2 separate regions of the Rattus norvegicus genome follow, and region 1 is linked to region 2. The links are chromatin contacts, called in public HiChIP or PLAC-seq maps. All regions are on one chromosome and are shown on one strand. The core of a region is the stretch at or near the end of the contact, and the rest is flanking DNA. Distances in the headings are between cores, read along the strand shown. Region 1 overlaps Matn4 (matrilin 4). Region 2 overlaps Stk4 (serine/threonine kinase 4).

Region 1 (3,280 bases), core at 22-2,521, 310 kb before region 2:
GAAAATGGTGTGGGCTAACAGTGATGCTATCTCTGTAATAATCACCATTATTTTCTGTACTTTTAAGGAATTGTAGGCAATCAAGTTTATCTGAATTCTGCTCTTAGATGTTGAAGTACATGTGGAGATAAACTCAGATCCATAATTTTTTGTTTTTTGCTTTTGAGACAGTGTGTGTGTGTGTGTGTGTGTGTGTGTGTGTGTGTGTGTGTGTGTCTGTGTAGCTTTGACTGTCCTGGAACTCACTCTGTAAACCAGACTGGCTTCAAACTCACAGAGATCCACCTGCCTTTTGAGCACTGGGACCAAAGGTTTGCACCACTGACTTGGGTCTGTAATTTAAACATTAATTTCACCAGAATCAATGCAATCACAGATTGTTGGGCGGCATCCTGATTCAGTAGGGTCTGGGATGGGGTTTGGTAATTTGCTGTTATGACGAATTCCTAGGTTATGCTAATACTGCTTACCCACAGACCACAGCTTGAGGTAAACTGGTTTACTTGAAATACAGAATACAGGGTTGATTCGTGCCTGGCATTACTCTAGATACTGTGCCAATATGGTGTTCAGTCACCACATGTGTATAATGAATTACAATTGGTCACGATAACACAAAATAAACACTGAGTTCTTCGGGTGCACCAGCCACATTTCAAGTGTTAAATAGCTCCAGGTGGCTCGTGGGTATTGAATGAGGCAGGACAGATACAGAACAGGTCTATTGTTTGTCGTGTCTCATTTGGAGAGAGCTCCTCCATCTGGACTTTTTCTAATCAAAGCGAAACCCGTGGACTTCAGTATTAATGTGTTTTTAGGAGCTTATTGAAAATACAGATTCTCAGTCTGAATTGCAATCTGGATTCTAGCAAGCTCCGTGGTTATCCCAGCAGGCATCAGGGTTTGAGAATTTCTCTTGCAAGTGGATACACATACATAAATCGTCTAACCCCCACAACCATCAGTGGGTAGCCTCTTTCATTATATCCATTCTATGGATGCGGGGAGAATCAAGACTTAGAGGGGCTGAGTTTCTCCCAGAACTTCTGTGCTGCTTGGCTGGGATTCAGGACAGGGCTAAATCCAAAGCCTGTATGTACATACTCAACCATCGACTCGGTAGAGGTGTATCAGAAGGTCAAAGCCACATCCGGGTGGGCTTCCGTTGGCTTCTCATTCTCTTGACTCTTGGCTTTCTCTGCTTGCAGAGGAGGGCATCAGCGCGGGGACAGAGCTTCGGAGTCCCTGCGAATGCGAAAGCCTCGTGGAGTTCCAGGGACGCACGCTGGGGGCGCTCGAGAGCCTGACGCAGAACCATATCCTTTGGGGCTGGAGGCGCTGGTTGCCGGGCAGGTGAAGGGATCTCTGAGACCAAATTTTCCTTAACCGCTCACTGGCCCGGCTGACAGAGCGCCTGGAGGAGCTGGAGAATCAGCTGGCTAGCCGGAAGTGAGGGTCGCATGCTGTCCGAGCAGCCAGCGAGGCAGAGCCCGAGCCTGGACCGTCCGGGAGGGGGCGCTGGCGGGCCCCAAGCGCTGCCTTCGAGCTGGGCTCACCTGGACCAGGAGCCAGATTTAGGGGAGAGGGACAAGGGGATGGGGAGGTGCTGGTGGGGAAGGACTGCTACACTCGCCGCGAGCTTTGTTGGATTTCTTTTTTGTTTTTCTTTTCTTAAAAAAAAAAAACAAAAAACCCACGTTGGTCTTCACGGGGTCGGTTTGTGGCTATTGCTATGCTGCCAGAGGGAGGGGAGTTCAGACGGAGCGTGCTCGCAGGCGCCCGGGCGGCGTCCTCTTGGAGAAAGGCGCATTGTGCAGTACTGGGGCTGGGGGCAGGGGGCCGCTGCTTCCCGTCTCTTGTTTATTCAGCCCAGAACAGATGGCCCGTTATGCAGGACGTGGGGAGGGAGGGGGTGCCCCGAGAACCTTTGGGTCCGAGGAAGTCTGAGTCCCCCATCCTCTAACACTTCGTTTTCTTGCTATTCCTGTCTTCTGGAGCCAAAAATGTGGCTCAAAGGCCGCTTGGGACCTGCCTGGGGAGGTGGGAGACTCGGTTGAGGCCCTGAACAGAAAGAGTGGGGGATGAGAGATGCGCTCCACCTGGCTTGTATCATCTGCCTCTGGCACTTGGTGGCACCCCTGAGCCTCTAGTTCTCCCTCTGCCACTCCTTCGAGAAACAAAGCTGACCCACGCACACACCCCACCTCTACCAGCAAGGAACACAAACTTCCCGGGTACACGCTTTAGATAAACTAAAGCTTAAAATACTTTCAGTTCCGAAGAGCCTCAGATAAACTCTTCTGGGTTTATTCTGCCATTGTTAAAGCTGGGACAAGGTGTAACTGGGAGAAGCAGGGCTGTGGCTAGAGGAATTTATGCTAAGGTACCTGACATTGTGACCGGCATGTGTTTTAGGTCCTTCGTTTATGGTAGTTAGCAATTATTCTTACAGTAATACGTCTTGGACATGGTTTTAAGTGATTTCATAATATCGCCATGGTATCTGTTTGTACCCACGCAGCCTTGTGAGATAATTAGTATCTTAGGTGGCAAGATGGCTCAGCTGCCAAGCACAGTTACCCAGCAAGCTTTGCGATCTGAGTTCGATCATCAGGACCCACATGGTAAAAGGAGAGGACCAACTCCCTAGGTCATTCTCTTGACTTCCACCCCACCACCTGTTCCTACTTCACCAGAAGGGTCAGTGACGGGGCGTGGTCAGAACGGGTGAAAGGGAGAGGCCTGGACTCAATAGAGAGAGGACTAGGGAGGGGAAGGACATGAGTGACAGGAGCCTTGTGTTCTCTAAAGCCACGTTCCAGAAGGGCAGGAGGAGAGAGGGAGTGGAGGGCAGTTGGTGTGTGAACCAAGGAACAGCCACGATGATGGTAATGGTCCTAATAATGTGAAGATAAATGCTAAAAGTAATTATTGCCTTCATCGTTCCCATTCTGGACAAGAGGAAATGGAGCCATGGAGTTTCCCAAAGTCCCATGTCTAGCCAGAGGCTGAACTGACATGTTATCGTTTTCCCATTGCTGCTATAACAAATGTGGGCCTTAAAGGCAAAATAAATCCCCTGTCTTACAGTTCCCGAAGCCGGAAGTCCAAGATGGGTTGGCAGGGCTACATTCTTTCTGGAGGGGTCTGCTTTCCTTTGTAGCTTCTAGAGGCCTCCCAAAGCCCTTGGCTCACAGTCCCATAGCCCTCTGATCTTAACACTCCTCGCTCTCTCTACCTCTCCCTCTCCTCCCTCTCCCCACCTCCTCTCTCTCTTGTG
Region 2 (3,552 bases), core at 27-2,526:
GAAGACACTTCCGTAAGACTGGGCTATAGACAAGCTTGTAGGGCATTTCAGAAGAGTTGGCCAAAGACATATACCTTAGAAAAGACAAAAGCCAGGTCATGGGAAACTTCAGAGTGACTTAATTATGGCTACTTATAAAACTGTGCACATCAGTCAAAGTTCATCAAACCGTATATAACAGGAACAAATTTTATATTATGTAAATTAAATCTCAATAAACCTGACTTTACAAAACAAACACCTGCATATCAAAATTGCCAGTTGTGGGGTTGGGGATTTAGCTCAGTGGTAGAGCGCTTGCCTAGGAAGCACAAGGCCCTGGGTTCGGTCCCCAGCTCCGAAAAAAAGAACAAAAAAAAAAAAAAAAAAAAATTGCCAGTTGTAAGGTAACATGTAAGGAAATGTTACAGCCTTACATGTATGTATTAAAAAGGAAAGAGCGACTCTGGTCTTCTATACTTTTTCTGCAGTTGCCAGGCCTGAGTGAAGAGCCTCACACAGGCTCTGCGAGGGTTCTGCCACAGAGCTCAAAGTCCAGAACTGATGCCACTGCCTTAAAGACTTAAGACAAACCAAAATTTCACAGGGACAAAACCCAGAGTCACCAGGAATGGAGTAAGGTTAAGGACTGAAAGTCTGACAGCACTGACAAAGCTGATGGTCTGCAGACGGCGTGGACAGAGACAGTCACGGCATCACAGGGCAAGGTATACTCTCTGTACACTGGATGTATGTTAACCCCTAACTCCCAGTACTACCAATCTGGTAATGACTGACCGTGAGAGGAGTCCAGAGCCACCATGTGCCCCGGCTCTTGCCACGGTGCAAGTCAAGCAAAATGACCAGAGCAGACCTACAGACCTAAAGACCAAGAAACACACGAGAGAAGGCATCTAAACTGCAAGTAGGAACCAGTACTGACTCTGCTGAAGAGGGGGCAAGAGCTAAGGATCTAGTTATACGGTAATTTTTTTAAGGCGAGGTCTTACTAGGTAGCCCAGGCTAGCCTCCAACTTTAAGCAGCCCTCCTTCTTCAGTCTCCCAAAGTGCTAGAACCGTAGCTGGGCAGAGCTAACAAGAGCCAATGTAACGTCCACCAGCTGTCAGCTGCTTCTGAGTGTGAGGTCTGCACTTCTAATGAAATCGTCACCCAGCGTCTCTACCCGGGGACGTTACCTTCATCATTCAGCAGAACCAGCAACAGCTAAGTTCTGAGCAGCACTGGAATACAAGAGGATGTGTGAGCTGCCAGCCTCGGTCACCACAGGGAGACAGGGGAGTGGCCTTCGGAGGGCCACTGTGCAGACTTGTCTGCGGTTCTCAGGACCAGTTTCTGAGCTAGTCTGGACTCAGAAAGCTGACCGTGTTTGAGACTGAAACCATCCTTTGCCATCAGAGAATGAAAGGATCAGGCTCTCAAACCCCAGAGAGCAAATGAAAACAGCCTCGAGCTGGAGCAATGTTGTTTTGGGTTTTCTGTTTAGTGTATGTTCTGTTTTACTTTTGTGTGTTTCAAGTGGCCCTTGGGGTCACAAACCACAAGCATTCAAGTTCTGTTTTCAGCGCCATCGCAGTAACTGTCACAAGCCAGCTCAGACCCGACATTGCAATCACAGCAGAAGCAGGAGCTGTGGGTTCTGAGACAAAGGCGCCATTCACTGGCAATGCGGATTCTCACACAGTGTTTATCTGCACAGCAGCGTCCCCTGGACAGCCTGACACATGTCTCTTTCAGATGGCTATTTCTGGCCACGTTTCTGAAAGTAAGGAGCACAAGACCTCATTATAGTCCATAGTACAAATGAATTCAGCCTCAACATACTTTAAGATTGGCTTTACAGAAAAAGAAAAACAAAACAAAACAAAACAAAACCCCAAAAGAAGTTGAAACAAAACAGTGTGCCCAGTCAGGAAGCATTCAGAAGAGTCAGCATGGCCGCCTCCCAGTGAGGACCCACTGGCATGCAGCATTTACCCAGGCCAGGCCAGCTCCTGGGCACTCACTGGGCACCAGCAGGCCGGAGACCTAAATACAGCTCAGTCTCCTTCACCTTTCTTCTAACCCAGCAGTGTGAGGAGAAGAAACCTCCCCTGAAAACGATGAAAATGCAAACAAACACTGGACGACCAGAGAGCCGGTGGGAAGAGTCTGAGAGCACAGAGTCCGTGGTTTATAGCCACTTCACACACTGAACTGAGGGAGGAGTCCCACAAATAATGTACAATCACCCAGACCCCAGGCAGCTCTCTTGTAGCCAAGAAAATTCCTGGTTTGATACATTAGAATGATCCAAACTAAGAGCTCAAAATACTAAATGTCAAATAAATTGACTGATTAGGTCAATTATACAATGTAACGACTATCATATGACCATAAGCAAGTATTTTAAACAGGTATAGTGGTAGCCACCTATAATGACAGTAAAAGGGAAGTTGAGACAAGAGGATAGTGAATTTGAGGTCAGCATAGGCTATACTGCTAAACTTTATCTCAAACATTATTTTTAAAAAGGTATGACTAGGGGACTGGACGGAGGTTCAGCGGTTCTGTTCTTCCAGAGGACCTGCACTCGGTTCCAAGCACCCTCAAGGGTGTCTGCCCCGTGTCTGAAACTCCAGTTCCAGGGAGATTCAGCATCTCTGGCCCCTGCCGACACCTGCACTCATGTTCACGCACCCACACGCATAACTAAAAACAGTCATTTATTAAAGATGGGTCACACACATTTTTAATTATACACTGAAATAGGTCATGTTAGATGAGAAAATTAAAACTATAGGCAGAAAGATTTCAGTTGTGTGAGACTGAAAACTGGAAGGAGGCACATCAAAATAAAAAAAACTATAATTGTTGCTTGAGGGCGATAAACAGCAAAGGACATCTTTTAAGTTTTTCTTCAATCTCTAAACTTTCTGAAGCGTGCATAAAACATTCTTTCTACAGTTAGAGCGGAGGCTGTGTAATACCTTAGAAAACCAAAGCAACATTAGAAACCAAGAAAGAAAATAACCTTTATTAAATGCTTAATATAGGCAGGGGTGCCTGTGTTACTTTATACACTTTACATCACGTGGTACTCACCAACTCCTTGAGAAAAATGTAATTTTTAAAGGAGGTGGTGTGGGTTTGGGTGTGTGTACGTAGCCATGGAAGCCAGAAGAGAACAGCAGATCCGCTGGCAGCTGAGGGCAGCTGTGAGCTGGCAATCAGCCTCAGGTCAGAAGAGCAGCAAGCCATCAACCACCAGGCCATCTTCCTAGTCTCGAGAAGTATGAGTTTATCCATGTGCAACAGATGAGGAAATGCAGGGGTGAAGATGGCTGCTAAGGCCGACAGCCATGGCTTTCACTACTGCATGTACTGACTTTTGGCCTCACTGGCAAAACAGTTCCTTTACTGGGAAAACTGATTTTGCATGGTGCAGTAACTCAGGAGTCTGGGTACAAAGGACAAATCTGCAGAAGTCTAGAGCAGTGGTTCTCAGTTTTCCTAAAGCTGTGGCTCTTTAATGCAGTTCCTCATGCTGCGGTGACCCCAACCATCAAATTATT

What was found. HiChIP or PLAC-seq counts read pairs in DNA pulled down with a chosen protein or histone mark.
Region 1: an H3K27ac HiChIP or PLAC-seq map of oligodendrocytes shows a contact between it and region 2, with 17 times the contacts expected there. The contact joins two enhancer-like sites. A contact is called at or near these places in 2 of 12 Hi-C or Micro-C datasets (frontal cortex and prefrontal cortex) and 1 of 1 datasets of contacts at active chromatin or transcription factors (oligodendrocytes).

What each region holds. Positions count from the first base shown.
Region 1 is chr3:173,538,397-173,541,676 of GRCr8, reverse strand. Matn4 (matrilin 4) reads left to right here. Exons shown (of 11, transcript NM_001106539.1): 10 at 1,209-1,316; 11 at 1,395-1,711. The coding sequence ends at 1,453. Among named protein-coding and RNA genes, the nearest start is that of Rbpjl, 13 kb to the left of the region's middle. Within about 2 kb of position 1,271, at least 46 of the 93 cell types and tissues checked have an H3K27ac peak or open chromatin away from gene starts, as enhancers often do.
Region 2 is chr3:173,230,910-173,234,461 of GRCr8, reverse strand. The region is part of intron 10 of Stk4 (serine/threonine kinase 4); the gene reads right to left. Among named protein-coding and RNA genes, the nearest start is that of Kcns1, 30 kb to the left of the region's middle. Within about 2 kb of position 1,276, at least 36 of the 93 cell types and tissues checked have an H3K27ac peak or open chromatin away from gene starts, as enhancers often do.